Regions from separate parts of the Sus scrofa genome. Here all the other regions are linked to region 3. A link is a contact called in public HiChIP or PLAC-seq data. All regions are on one chromosome and are shown on one strand. Each heading gives the region's core, a stretch centred on a gene start, on an enhancer-like site or on the middle of the called end of the contact. The rest is flanking DNA. Distances are from core to core; before and after follow the strand shown.

Evidence for each region. HiChIP or PLAC-seq counts read pairs in DNA pulled down with a chosen protein or histone mark.
Region 1: a contact with region 3 is called in an H3K27ac HiChIP or PLAC-seq map of alveolar macrophages. The contact joins two enhancer-like sites. A contact is called at or near these places in 1 of 47 Hi-C or Micro-C datasets (embryonic fibroblasts) and 1 of 2 datasets of contacts at active chromatin or transcription factors (alveolar macrophages).
Region 2: an H3K27ac HiChIP or PLAC-seq map of alveolar macrophages shows a contact between it and region 3. The contact joins two enhancer-like sites. A contact is called at or near these places in 2 of 47 Hi-C or Micro-C datasets (embryonic fibroblasts and subcutaneous adipose tissue) and 1 of 2 datasets of contacts at active chromatin or transcription factors (alveolar macrophages).

The regions. Positions count from the first base shown.
Region 1 is chr5:32,742,885-32,745,912 of Sscrofa11.1, forward strand. No RefSeq gene overlaps it. Among named protein-coding and RNA genes, the nearest start is that of MDM1, 71 kb to the left of the region's middle. Within about 2 kb of position 1,592, at least 30 of the 83 cell types and tissues checked have an H3K27ac peak or open chromatin away from gene starts, as enhancers often do. A contact at or near this core is called in alveolar macrophages, where this site is marked.
Region 2 is chr5:33,415,404-33,418,228 of Sscrofa11.1, forward strand. No RefSeq gene overlaps it. Among named protein-coding and RNA genes, the nearest start is that of CPSF6, 110 kb to the right of the region's middle. Within about 2 kb of position 1,413, at least 1 of the 83 cell types and tissues checked has an H3K27ac peak or open chromatin away from gene starts, as enhancers often do. A contact at or near this core is called in alveolar macrophages, where this site is marked.
Region 3 is chr5:33,089,482-33,092,181 of Sscrofa11.1, forward strand. No RefSeq gene overlaps it. Among named protein-coding and RNA genes, the nearest start is that of MDM2, 15 kb to the right of the region's middle. Within about 2 kb of position 1,385, at least 34 of the 83 cell types and tissues checked have an H3K27ac peak or open chromatin away from gene starts, as enhancers often do. A contact at or near this core is called in alveolar macrophages, where this site is marked.

The sequences.
Region 1 (3,028 bases), core at 342-2,841, 350 kb before region 3:
ACCGTTCCAGCTCTTAAGTAGCATCGCCTACCATTAGCAACATACCTGGTATAGTTTGCTAACCCCTGCTCTGTCAGTTACCTGGTTCCCTGCAAGAAGTACTAATCTAATACATGAAAAATGAGTATCTGTATAAATTTGATTTCTACTTCTCTTATTATGCAGCTGTCTCTCTTTTAATCTAAGGAAGATTTGTATCCAGATTTGTATCCCCTATTTTATGGACTATGTTTGCACATTTTTTGCTTTGGCTATTAGTCTTTTTTATTGATTTGTAGGAGCTTTTTACATATAAAGAAAATTAGTCATTGTCTATGAAATGAGTTCCAAATATTTCCCCCTCTTATAATTGTCTTTTGACTTTGTTTATGATGGGCTTTTCCACTGCAGAAGAGCATTCCTTTATTCACTCTGAAGCATCTCATTTAATTGGGAGGAGGAGCTCTTTAAACAAGCCAGACTTCACTACACATGTAGGAAAGGAGTATGAACTTGAGAGAACTTCACCCTCGAAGGTTTCTTCTCCTGTTTGATTCCATCCTTAATTACTCCCTACTAATGATATTGTCAGAGAACTCACCTCATTGAGTAAAATTAAGATTACTAACCATGACTTCCAGCAGTAGCAGAGTTTTGCAAAGGAAGCCAAATTTTCTGCCCTTTGGCCTCCCAGCTAAATCAGAGAGGAAAGTAATGTTCTGAAAATCCCCAGAGAACAATGTTGACACATCAGCTTTCATTCTTTCTGAACTTACTTCCTCCATACAATTCAATTATAAAAGACTTTCCTAAGTAGATATTCAATGAATGAGACTAGGCTGAGGAAGAATGGGCCTGTGGATAGGTTATCAGATGGACAAGGAAAGAAAATAAAGAAAAGGAGTAAATGAGTAACAGGAGACATTGCATTGTAAGTGAGGGGAATTTCATAAGAGCAATGAAATTGCTGTCACAGGCAGGCAAACGGATTTCCCCACGCAAGGGAGGAAGGCCAAACATCAGTCTCAGCAGTGAATTTCAGGACCCCAGAGACTGTAACAATAGGGGTGGGGCAGAGGGAGGAGTGATGCCCCTTTCAAAGGCCTAGGAAGGAATGTAAGTTGCATTTCTTTAATATCACCAAGCACATGTGCTGAGGCAGCTTTGGAGAAAATTCTGGTTCCTTCTGCTTTCTCAGCCTGATCCATGGCAGTTACTGAAAACCCTTAACCTTCCATCCTAGCTGGTCAGCATTTGAGTGAATTCTGACTGCCTTGCAGGACATTTCCCCACCCCATTGATGAATGAGTAGTCTAGAACTCTGGAATTGTACTTCTGTCTCTCTCTATGCTTTTCCCTTCCTCCAAGCTTCCCTTTTCTTGCCACTTTACAGCGCAATGCTGTGAAGCACCTGGCAGGGCAGCCCTTCCCAGGCCTGGGCTTCTGCCTGGCTTCCTGACTCCCATTCCAATGCTTGTTCTCCCTGGAGCATTGCCCTGAACTTCAGCCTCTTTGGCAAGGACACTGACAGAAGCTGGCCCCTAGCCACCATCCTGTTCCTCTCAGCAACCAGCCAGCATCATGTTTCAACCCGGACAGCCCTCCCCATGACCCTCTACTACTCGCCTCTACCTAACTACTGACTGGACAAGTGTTTCCACGATCTAGTGCTCACTATTGTCCCTGCTGTGCTCCCCTCCCTCCACTAGATGGGACCCCATGGACATCTGTACCAGCCAGGACAAGCCCAGATTTACCACAGACAAACACCAACTTAACCTGCTTTGTACAATAAGCACATTTATTAACTTATGTAACAAGAAGTCCCAAGATGGGAAGATTCCAGGCCTGGCTAATTCCATGGCTCAAGGTGTCATGGCTTAAGGACCCAGAATCTCTCTTCTGCTCAGCCATCCCCACCATGTTGCATGCTCTTTTCACAAGATGGGCATTGTAGCTCTGAGCAGTCAGTGGTGGGCTGGAATCAGCAACCTCAGGCTCCTCAGAGCCACTTGCTAAATTTGCCAGCCAGTTGTTGAGCTCTTGGTAGCTTAAAATAAGCCATTGTGAGAGAATTTATACCACGGAAATGAAAATAGGCAAATGCCACAAATCAGGGCCATTTGTTTTTGGAGAGTGAATTAATGCAGGTTAACATTGCATCATATCCTCACACAATAATATCTAGAGACAGGAGTTCCCATCGTAGCTCAGTGGTTAACGAATCCAACTAGGAACCATGAGGTTGCGGGTTCGATCCCTGGCCTCACTCAGTGGGTTAAGGATCCCGCGTTGCCATGAGCTGTGGTGTAGGTTGCAGACGTGGCTCCGATCATAGGCTGGCGACTACAGCTCTAATTGGACCCCTAGCCTGGGAACCTCCATATGCCGCTGGAGCAGCCCAAGAAATGGCAAAAAAGACCAAAAAAAAAAAAAAAATCTAGAGACAAAAATGGTCTAATTCAGCAAAATATCTTTTCTTTCTTTCTTTCTTTTTTTTGCTTTTTAGGGCCATACCCACAGCATATGGAGATTCCCAGGCTAAAGGTCGACTCAGAGCTACAGCTGATGGCCTATTCCACAGCCACAGCCACAGCAACATGGGATCCAAGCCTTGTCTGCGACCTACACCACAGCTCACGGCAATGCAGGATCCTTAACGCACTGAGCGAGGCCAGGGATCAAACCTGCATTCTCATGGATACTAGTCAGATTCATTTCCACTGTGCCGCAATGGAAACTCCCAAAATATCTTTACTGAAGAGAAAAGAAACCTTACAGAAGATCTCCCCACTCCCATCTGCTTGGCCTGATTGTGTCGTGTGCCCATATTTCAACCAAAGATTGACAAATGTAGGGTTATGATGACTCCTCTGAAGCATACTGAGCAACTGATACCTGAAAATCAGGGTTCTCTTAGCTAGAAACAAGGTGGGGAATGGCCTTTGGATGAGCAAACAGAAGGGTTTGTCACACACACACACACACACACACACACACACACACACACACACACACACACATATTATCTACCCAGATGATTGAGAGC
Region 2 (2,825 bases), core at 163-2,662, 330 kb after region 3:
AGCGGCAGCAGCATCCCTTGGACCCCCCCCGCCCCAGTAACTTATCAGTGGCCCCAGTCTCTGATATGAACAGCTGACACTTCCCAGATGTTACACAAAGTACTAGACAAACACAATTTTGAGACAAACCCTCAGATGATTGCCTTTTTAAACCCCTACCATGAAGGCAAATGGAGAGCAGCCATTGTCACACATCGTAAGCTGAAACCGCAACCCTCTCCCATTGGCTTGAGACTTATTATGAAGATGGGTCATCCTGTAATAACCCTGCCCTCAAAGGAAGAACTATACTGAGCAAGCCAATGGCCAGCTTCCCAGCCTCCAGCTCACGAAGTCATCCCAGGAGGAGAGGATTCACACGGAGTAAAACATTTTCTCCAATAGAAAACTTTGACACCTCTCTGGCCCTCTTCATAAAACCCAGAAGAATCTAAGCTAACCAGGCTTTCATCCTGGGACCCCAGGCCTGCTTAATAACACAGTTCAACTCAACTGGAAAAGGAAGCACCAAAGAGCTTAAGAATGAGAATACAATCGACAGAAAAGCTACCATCATTATTCTTTGGTTCTGACCTACTGATGCATGGTGCCTCCCATTGTCTCCAGTTTATCTGAATGCTATGACATCAAATAACCATTTGGCATTGGGTGAGCTTGACATTTTCCAAACCAAGATATTTTAGACTACTAAAGAGGTTGCCCTACTGGTTGTAAACCACAGAGTACAATGTGTGATGGCCATCTTCCCTCTCACTCATTATGTGAAGTGTCACTTTGTGGTTCCCATCCATGCGTCTCAAGAAGGGTAGGAACATGTGGTAAGTGGATATATCTGGGAAACAAAGAATAAATGCTAGCTGAAAAATAAATGCCTTTTATCCAGAATTCCTATCTCTGAGGCTCTGGAATCCTATGAAACACAATTGAGCTTGGTTATCCTATAAATAAATCAGCTCTTTACATTTCTAAACAAATTTCCCAATAAAAATGGACAGCTTGATGAAAACTTTTACTGATTTTTTTTTAAACCTTCTAGCTTTGGGTTTCTTTGTGAATGTTAAAGTTCACTGAATACATTGAAATATGGACAAGGAAATGAAACGGTATCTGGAATTTGCTTTAAAACACTGAAGAGGAATGTGTGTGGTGGATAAATAAAACAAGATTGACAAATTATGGATAACTGTTCAAGTTGGGTGATAGGTACATGGGAGTTTATCATACTTTTGTATTTGTTTGAAATTTCCAAATTAAAAAAAAAAAGTCAAAGACATGGCAATCTTCCAGTAGTAAAGAACTGACATAAAAACACTCCTTAGAGGATGTGGGGAAAAAGGGAACCCTCCTACATTGTTGGTGGGAATGTATATTGGTGTGGCTACCATAGAAACAGAATGGAGCTTCCTTAAAATGCTAAAAATAGAGCTACCATATGATCCATGTGGGGAAAAGGGGACCCCTCCTACATTGTTGGTGGGAATGTATATTGGTGTGGCTACTATAGAAACAGAATGGAGCTTCCTTAAAATACTAAAAATAGAGCTACCGTATGATCCAGCAGTCTGGAAAAACAGAAACTTTATAATTCAAAAAGGTACATACCCCCTCAATGTTCATAGCAGCACTATGTACAACAGCCAAGATATAGAAGCAATCAAAGTGCTCATCAACAGACAATTAGCTTAAGAAGATATGTCATATGGTATGCATATATAATGGAATATTACACAGTCATAAAAAGAATGAAATATTGCCATTTGCCACAACATGGATGAACCTAGGGAATATTAAACTTAGTGAAGTCAGACAAAGACAAATATTATATAATATCATTTACATGTGGAACCTAAAAAATCATGCAAATAAATATACATACAAAACAGAGACAGACTCACAGACATAGAAAACAAATCTATGATTACCAAAGGGGAAAGGGAGGGAGAAGGAATAAAATAGGTGTATGGGATTAACAGATACAAACTACAATATATAAAATAGATAAGCAACAAGGATTTACTATACAGCGCAGAGAACTATTTTCAATACCTTGTAACAACCTATAATGAAAAATAATCTGAATATATATAAAACTGAATCACTTTGCTGTATACCTAAAACTACCCATATTGTAAATCAACTAGACTTCAATATAAATAAATAAGCAAACAATTAAATACTCCTTAAACCAAAAGGCATGCAGCAAAGTTCATCTAACCAATTTCACCAGTGCATTTTGGTAAAAATGAAAAACAGATTGTGTGTTTCTAACAAAACGTGTCTTGATTTCAATACATGAAGGTGTCAATGAAGATGGCTCTCAAAAATCTCGGCATTTTGTTTAGTCAAACTGAAAAGGAGGCAGGATAGAGGAGAGGAAGGAAAAGAGGTTGCGGTGTGTGAGGTGCTCTGGTCTAGCTCTCTTCCAAGAAAAGGGATGCCTCAGGAAAGGATGTCAGGAAGACAACCGATGGGAGGGAATGGGTACCAAGTTCAGCCTGAAGGTAGAAAGGGGGTCTCAAAGGAAGGACACAAAGGAAATGAGCAAAAGTGAACTCAGCCATACAATGAGACATCAACATCAAATGCTTTCACTGACATGTGGAATCTGAAAAAAGGACAGACTGAACTTCTTTGCAAAGCAGAGGCTGACTCACAGACATTGAAAAACTTATGGTCTCCAGAGGAGAGAGTTTGGGAGGTGGGGGGATATGCTTGGGCTGTGGGATGGAAATCCTATGAAATCAGATTGTTATGATCATTATACAACTACAGATGTGATAAGTTCATTTGAGTAATAAAAAAAAAAAAGGAAATGAGCAAGAAGG
Region 3 (2,700 bases), core at 135-2,634:
TGGCATCGCTGGATCTTTAACCCACTGAGTGGGGCCAGGGATCAAACCCACATCCTCATGGATACTAGTTGGGTTCTTAACATGCTGAGCCACAACAGGGACTCCAAATAAACGTTTTTAAACATCCACGGATACAGAAACTTATAACTCAAGTGAGATGATATTCTGGAAGATGACATGAGAGGGGACATTTAAAATAGAGCCGAAGCAGCTATTCCAGAGGAGCTGCCTTGCAGGCCGTTTTCTGACTTCTGAAAACCACCAACAATCCAAGTCAGCCGTGAAACTAGAATATTCTATTGAAAGGAACTTTCAGTGAACCTTAACCTAGTGACCAGTAACTTTTCCTTATCTTGCACCAATAAATTCATCTTCAAAAATGACTTAGCTCAATAACAGGAAGAAAAACAAAACAAAACACAGCAACAAAAAACTGATAACCTCTTCTTCCTTTCTTCCATAAAACCCCTAAGCCCTTCTCTGCAATCTGGACTCTATTTGGAATTCTACCAAAATCTGTGTACCCCAAATTCTCTTCTTTGATCCCAAGTAAATGCTTTGCCACTTGAACTGGATTCTTGTTTTTAAGGTTGACAATATTCTGTTAAATAGATACTCACTGGCCTTACCTTGGTTTTTTGTTTCAGGTTTTTGTTTTGTTTTGTCTTTTTTCTTCCCCCCCTTTTTTTTTTTTTTTTTTTTTTTTGGCTGCACCTGTGACCTATGGAAGTTCCCGGGCCAGGGAGCAAATCAAGTTCACCGCTGAGACCTACACCACAGCTCTGGGCAATGCAGGATACTTAACCTGCACCACAGCAGGAACTCCAGTGCTTTGGTTGTTTTTTTTCTTTTTTCTTTTTTTTTTTTTTTTTTGTCTTTTGTCTTTTTTGTTGTTGTTGTTGTTGTTATTGCTGCTATTTCTTGGGCCACTCCCGCGGCATATGGAGGTTCCCAGGCTAGGGGTTGAATCGGAGCTGTAGCCACCGGCCTACGCCAGAGCCACAGCAACGCGGGATCTGAGCCGCGTCTGCAACCCACACCACAGCTCATGGCAACGCCGGATCATCAACCCACTGAGCAAGGGCAGGGATCGAACCTGCAACCTCATGGTTCCTAGTCGGATTCATTAACCACTGCGCCACAACGGGAACTCCTGTAATGCAGTATTAACTATACTCACAAATGCTGTGCCTTCTCCAGAACTTAATCATCTTCTAACTTCAAGTTTTTACCCTTTGACCAACATTACCCCAATTCCCCCACCCCAGCCCTACTTTTTAGTAGAGGCAATTACTGGAGTTCCCGTTGTGGTGAAGTGGATTAAGGATCTGGTGTTGCTGCAGCTGAGGCATATCACAGCTGCAGCTCAGATTCGTCCCCTGGCCCAGGAACTTCCTTATGCTGTGAGTGTGGCCGAGAAAAAAAAGTCAATAATTTACTTTTAAAAAGTACTCTCTTAATGTTTCTTCCTGTTTTTATGTGATGTGTTTATATTTGTTTCTAAGTAACTTAAAAGTGATGAGGATACTTTATGTAAGGTGATGAGAGATGGAAAACAGCCTGACCACGATTTTTAAATGACAGCTCCCAAGCTTGAAAAAACAAAAACGAAACCAAAAAACCGTAGAATGACTGTAGCATTTTCTGGTCGTTAGAGGGAGCCATTGCTGCAGTTGCCTGTCTAAACCTTAAACATATGTACAGAAACTTCCTCTTCTGCCGTCTTAAAACCAACGCCTCTTAAAAGCTTTATTAGTTCAGCGAATTCCCTTAAATAGAGAATATCCTGAGATAGAAAAACAATAAGTAGTTAACTGATTCACACTTCAACATTCAGAAATGCTGCTTCATTTTTACAATTATTAAAGTACAGTTGATTTACAATGTTGTGCCAATTTCTGCTATACAGCAAAGTGACTCGGTTGTACATGTATAAACATCTTTTATATTCTTTTCCGTCATGGTCTATGCCAGGAAATTGGATATAGTTTCTTGTGCTATGCGGTAGGATCTTGTTGCTTATCTATTTGAATGTAATAGTTTGCATCTACTAACCCCAAACTCTCAGTCCATCCCACTCCCAACAGCCTTCCCTTTGGCAACCACATGTCTGTGCTCTACGTCTTTGAGTCTGTCTTTGCTTTGTAGATGGGTTCATTTGTGCCATATTTTCGATTCCAGACGTGCAGCTTCTTAGAATGGGAATTCTTTCTCAGATTTTGCAGAGAGTTTGAAGGGCTCTGCTGTGTTTATTAACCACACAATGACCAATTAGAAAACTAGGGAGGGAACCCTTTAAAAGGAAGGAATGACTTGGGTCGGAGGGTCAGAGCCCTAAAATCCTGGTTGACTTAGCAAGTTGCAACATGTGGGTTTTCCCTTTAAAAAAATATTCTGTGCTGATTTCTCACTTTGGCTCCAGTCATTACTTCTCAGCTTATAATTATGCTTGCTTTTTCATTTCCTCCTCCAATGATAAAGGGAGCTGCAGTTGCTTAGCTGTGTGAACCGAAAACATCAGACAGGGCAACCACACCAGAAAGTGGACAAGCACAGGCAGGGCACATGATGGCAGGAGGTCAGGCCCTCGCAGGCCTCCAGCATTGTCCTTTCTCATCCTTGTTCTGTGTCTCCATGTCCCATCATATGACATTTTCTTCCTAACCTTTTCTGCCCGTTTTCCTTCCATAACTCCTCTAC